Regions from separate parts of the Mus musculus genome. Here region 2 is linked to region 1. Evidence: chromatin contacts called from public promoter capture Hi-C data. All regions are on one chromosome and are shown on one strand. Each heading gives the region's core, a stretch centred on a gene start, on an enhancer-like site or on the middle of the called end of the contact. The rest is flanking DNA. Distances are from core to core; before and after follow the strand shown.

Evidence for each region. Promoter capture Hi-C pulls out the DNA fragments that hold promoters and counts their contacts.
Region 2: a promoter capture Hi-C map of stem cell-derived epiblast-like cells shows a contact between it and region 1, with 2.3 times the contacts expected there. The contact joins the enhancer-like site here to the promoter of Pycard in region 1. A contact is called at or near these places in 6 of 39 promoter capture datasets (HPC-7-derived erythroid cells, the SN4741 cell line, cranial neural crest and 3 more), 5 of 484 Hi-C or Micro-C datasets (CD4 T cells, cortical neurons, nephron progenitors and 2 more) and 1 of 9 other capture datasets (adipose tissue).

What each region holds. Positions count from the first base shown.
Region 1 is chr7:127,992,423-127,995,299 of GRCm38.p6, reverse strand. It overlaps Pycard (PYD and CARD domain containing), which reads left to right and starts at 1,433. Exons shown (of 3, transcript NM_023258.4): 1 at 1,433-1,917; 2 at 2,129-2,185; 3 at 2,335-2,877. The coding sequence starts at 1,647. The coding sequence ends at 2,588.
Region 2 is chr7:128,725,878-128,728,754 of GRCm38.p6, reverse strand. All of the region lies in intron 1 of Mcmbp (minichromosome maintenance complex binding protein), which reads left to right. Among named protein-coding and RNA genes, the nearest start is that of Mcmbp, 13 kb to the left of the region's middle. Within about 2 kb of position 1,509, at least 53 of the 459 cell types and tissues checked have an H3K27ac peak or open chromatin away from gene starts, as enhancers often do. A contact at or near this core is called in adipose tissue, embryonic stem cells and stem cell-derived epiblast-like cells, where this site is marked.

The DNA of each region.
Region 1 (2,877 bases), core at 184-2,683:
TAAGATGCATATATGGCCATAATGATCTGAAAATTATGGAGGGATCAATGAGGAACCATAAGCCATGAGTCAAGGTACACTGGCTATCTCACCACAATTGCTGCTGGTATACCATGCCACAAGGATGGACACTCTGTCACCCTGCAAACTTAATCCATAGTTGTAAAGTGTCAAGAGTTAAAACTCTGCTGGTCCTAGTGGCACACACCTTGATCCAAGCACTTGCGATGCAGACACGTGGATCTCGAGTTCCAGGACAGCCAGGGCTACAGAATGGCATCCTGTATAGAGGAGGGAGGCTCCTTAAGCCAGATGTGGTAGAATACACCTGCTATTCCAATTCCAACCAGTCAGGGGGCTGAGCAAAAAGGATCAGGAGTTCAAGACTAGCCTAGCTTACACAACAAGGTTATCTAAAGTAAATAAATAGGCAAAGCATTAAGTGGTGACTAGGTAGCGGGCCCTTGGCACATGCTGGGCATTATAACAACCTCCCTAGCCTCCCCTCCCCCACAAAAGCACAAGAGCTACAAAAAAGTAGCTTTGTTCACTAGCAGCAATATGATCTAGATGGGTAGATGGAGGACTCTTAAGACTGGACTCTCGGAGGAAGTAACATTTAACCTGAGGGTTGAGGAGCCAAGCATTTGTCTGAGAGAGAAGCAATTTCAAGGTTTAGGGAACAGCATGTGCAAAGAATTGAAAAAGCAACTCCAGAGGAACTGAGCTTGAAGATAAGGGTAAACTGGCAGTGTGGTATAAAACAAGACTGACTAGATCAAAACTGGGATGGACCAGTAGACCCCCAGCCATGTTTAAAGCCAGTTAGGAATTCTGGGTACAGAGCAGGCTCCAAGGTCATCCTAACCAGCCCAGGAGTAAGGGGGTAGCTAGCTGTCTACTCAGGTCTCTACACTCCAGTTGTCATCACACTACAAAATATTTAATAGCTGGGGCATTTGGTAAGGTTTCAAGAAGCCTTAGCCCTTCCAACCCAACCCATCATGAGCCCAGGTCCCCCACCTTCTAGCAGATGTGAGGCTGAGAGATGGGAGTGACAAAAACTTTTAGCTGAAAGAAACTAAGGTGAAGACATAGTCACTCTCTTTCGCACTTCATTTTGTCCAAATCTGTGGAATTCAAGGGGCTTAGTGTTCTAGCTGTTAAAATTCTAATATTCAATGGCATGTGAGTGGATCCTAAGATCTGGGGAAACAAAATTTGGGGCGTCTAGATTTCCAAGATTCTAAACCTCTATGCTCCAAGAAACTCAACAGAAACAGGTTGCTTTTCAGCAACAGCTGGTTTGCAAGTAAGCTCTATTGAGTCTCTCAGCATCTCCGGACCTGCCAGAGTAACAACTTAGCTCCACCCTCTGTCCCCACCCCACTTCCTCCACCAACCCACCTCCACCTAGTTTCTTCAGCCTAGCCAAAAAGCCAAGTCTGAAAGTCTTAGGGGCGGAAACCAAAACTAGTTTGCTGGGGAAAGAACAGGAGCTGTAAGAAAAGAGGGTGGGGGAGTCCCAGCATGCCCATCGGCCTAAGCAGCTGACTTCCTGGTCTTGGCGGGCTGGCAGCAGGCAGGCTGCAGCAGGCGAGCAGCAGCAAGAGTAAAAGGTGACCGCGGCTGCCCACCCCAGAGCCATGGGGCGGGCACGAGATGCCATCCTGGACGCTCTTGAAAACTTGTCAGGGGATGAACTCAAAAAGTTCAAGATGAAGCTGCTGACAGTGCAACTGCGAGAAGGCTATGGGCGCATCCCACGCGGGGCCCTGCTGCAGATGGACGCCATAGATCTCACTGACAAACTTGTCAGCTACTATCTGGAGTCGTATGGCTTGGAGCTCACAATGACTGTGCTTAGAGACATGGGCTTACAGGAGCTGGCTGAGCAGCTGCAAACGACTAAAGAAGGTGAGTGTGTCCCCTTGTTCGTCTACCCTCAACTTCCTGCACACCAGCAGAGGCTTGCCTCTTTGGCGCTTAACTGTTCCTCCTGCCATAGCCAAAAAAAAAAAAAAAAAAAAAATCTTCCCTTTGTAGCCTTGAACTTAGCACCGTGGGTGGAGTGGGAGTGAACCCCTGAAAGTCTGTTGATAAAGATCCACCTGGCATTTCTTTGCAGAGTCTGGAGCTGTGGCAGCTGCAGCCAGTGTCCCTGCTCAGAGTACAGCCAGAACAGGTGAGGCCTCCCCACCCTACCACACCCTTGCACAGCCTATCTTTGCCTATGTAGTCATGGTGGGTGGCTTTCCTTGATTCTCCAACCCCTAAAACTGCGTTAGTAAATTTTGAAGCAGTTTTAAACACTGCTTTCACTTCCACCCTCAGGACACTTTGTGGACCAGCACAGGCAAGCACTCATTGCCAGGGTCACAGAAGTGGACGGAGTGCTGGATGCTTTGCATGGCAGTGTGCTGACTGAAGGACAGTACCAGGCAGTTCGTGCAGAGACCACCAGCCAAGACAAGATGAGGAAGCTCTTCAGCTTTGTTCCATCCTGGAACCTGACCTGCAAGGACTCCCTCCTCCAGGCCTTGAAGGAAATACATCCCTACTTGGTGATGGACCTGGAGCAGAGCTGAGGTATCTTTTCCAGCTACATTATCTAGCTCCTGACTTTGTATACACAATTTTTGAAAAAACAATTTGTATTTGTGTTTACTCTCTGGGATGTTTTTGCTGAGCTAAGCTACATTTCCAAAGGCCATATGTGGCCCAGTGGTAGAACATATACCAAACATGCACAAATCAGTCTCCAACACCTAAATTCCACAGACCCAAGTTATGGCTTCTCCATTCTAGTGCAAAGGCTTCTCAAATGATTCCTGGCTCCCCATTTGGGAGCTTTTCCCATATTATCCCAAAAGGCTA
Region 2 (2,877 bases), core at 260-2,759, 730 kb before region 1:
ACAGTAGATCAAAAAGAAGTCCATATAAAACTTAAAATTGTTCCCAGCTACACAAAAAATGGAAATGGAAGAACATCCTCTAGCCAGGCAGTGGTGGTGCACACCTTTAATCCTAGCACTTGAGAGGCAGAGGCAGGCGGATTTCTGAGTTCGAGGCCAGCCTGGTCTACAGAGTGAGTTCCAGGACAGCCAGGGCTACACAGAGAAACCCTGTCTTGAAAAAATAAAAAAACAAGAACATCCTCTAAGTACAACCAGAGACTGTGCTGTGTATGTATGGAAAGAAGGCTTCGAGCATTGTGTCCATTTATGAAATCAGAAATGCGAACTGAAACCCAAGGCACATGGAGAAAAGGAAAGCAAATAATGAAGGAAGAACAGAAATTAAGAATTGAAAACAAGAAAATAGCAAATCAAAAGCCGGGCGTGGTGGCTCATGCCTTTAATCCCAGCACTTGGGAGGCAGAGGCAGGCAGAGGCAGGCAGATTTCTGAGTTCGAGGCCAGCCTGGTCTACAGAGTGAGTGCCAGGGCAGCCCGGGCTACACAGAGAAACCCTGTCTCAAAAAAAACAAAACAAAAAAATAAATAAATAAATAAAAATAAAATCTAAAAATAAAGAAAATAGCAAATCAGTGAAATACTTGAGACAATCTTATGTACTACAGACTGCCTTAAAGCTCACTAGTATGTGAAGGTGTCTTAAACTTTCTAACAACTTTCTATTTATTACACTGCAGGAAGTTGCTACGCTTTGCAGGCAGTGTGCATGTGGTGGTCAGAGCAGCTTTTGGGGCTGGGCTCTTTTCCTCCTCAAGGGACTGAACTCAGTGATCCTTTGGGAGCATGCATCTCTGCTCAGTGGCCATGAGCGCAAACATTCCAATCCTCCTGCCTCCATCTCCTGGGTGTAGGCATGAGCCACTGCACCTGGTTTATGCAGATAGATACCACCAACTGAGCTACGCGTGCAGCCCCACCCCCCCCACCCCCCCACCCCCCCCCACCCCACCCCCCGCTTTGCTTTTTCTTTGAGTGTGATTAGAGATTTGTGTGTATGTGGAGGGGGTGTAATTGGGGATTGAACTACTGAACTAAATCCCTAATCTTTTATTTCCTTCTTATTAGCAAAACTGATAAACCTCTAAGCTAGACTAGCAAAGAAAAAAGAAGACAAATTACCATACCAGGAGTAAGGAGGTAATGCCGCTGTGGACTAGCTGTATAGATAGAACAGAAGGCTTGGGTGCATATAGTCCAGCACTAACTTATACCACACAGTGCCTTGAAACAATATAGATTCATTACTTTACAGCTCTAGAGGCCAGAAGTCTGACATGTATCACTGGCTTTGTAAAAATCAAGTTGCCAGCAGGATTTGCATCGCCATCTGGAGGTTCTAAGAACAAATCTAATTCCTTGTCTTTTCTGAGCTTTAAAGAGTCTGGTGGTCACACTGGGAAACAGTTCAGTTGGGAAACTACATTGGCTTGCAAGCACGTTGACCTGAGTTCAGTCCCCAGAATTTACATATAAAAGCTCAGCAGGAAGTGCAGGGCCTTACTCCCAGCACTAGGGAGGTAGAAATAGGCAAATCCCTGTAGTTGGTTGGCTAGCCAGCCTGCCTACTTAGCAAGTGCCATGTCAGGGAGGATCCTTTCCAAAAAATCAGTGGGCAATTCCTAACAACATCCTAGGTTGTTCTTTGTCCATTGTGCACGAGCACGCATGCAGACCGCGTGCGCACGCGTGCGCAAAAACACATGCCCCTGCTCCAATAACCAAAAAATTCAACTACTTTCCTATCATTCAGACTTGGTTTGTCATTGGTTCTTAGTGTGTGGTCTGGGCTACTCTGGAACTCAGGTGCCTCCTACCTTACCTTGACACATTTTCTTCTCAGTCTTCCTTCCACAGTGAACCCTCTTTGATAATTTCCTTGTTTTAAGGTTACTAGTTTTTGGCTTAGTTATGGGAAGTAAGCCCCGCCAGGGCATTCCTTGCACCATAATCACAAACTAATCACCATGCCTTCCCTCCAGCCTCTCCCACAATGTCTTTATGAACTGGCCTGGTTTAGTTCCCATAGTAAGTGGAACCATCCTGTCTGTCCCTTCTGTGTGTTACATCCTCCTCAGCAAAGTCTTTTCAGTGGCTATTGCTGTGACTCTGAACTTTCTTTTTCTTTCTTCCTTTTTCTTTTCTTTCTTTCTTTCTTTCTTTCTTTCTTCTTTCTTTCTTTCTTTCTTTCTTTCTTTCTTTCTTTCTTTCTTTCTTTTTAATCAAAGAACACAGGAACCCATAGTAAAGGATGTTCTTTGAAACACTGAACATTGATATGCAAAAGTTAGAAATCTCAACCTAATCCTCACCCTTCATAGAGACTGATTGGTTGTAGACCTAAGAGCAGAACCTGAAGTATGGCACCAAGGCTTGTTTTGTTCATTTTTTTTTAAAAATGAACTAATTAATTAATGCATATAAATGCAGGTAGCGCACTTATGGAGGTCAGAAGACAATTTGGTGAATCAGTTCTCTCCTTCCACCGCGTGGATCCTGTGGTCAAGCTTGGGCTAGCTAAGGGAAAAATGTTTGGACGGTCTGCTAAAGCAGGATTTTTGTGTTTCCGACAGGCTCATCTACATCACAGTTAGAAACACATTCCCCTCATTCGCCATCTACTTAAGGCAGCCATGTGACAAACACGAAAGCTTGTAGGCATGTAAGCTGGGGGTTCAGTCCACAAGAATCTGTGTTCTGTGGGTTACTCCCTCTTTGGTCTTCCTTTTCATCTCCTGTAAGCTACCCCTGCAGGTTGTTTCTTCATTGTGAGGGCAAGAAGCCCTCAATATGTGTAGTGGAGAACTGGCTGCCACTT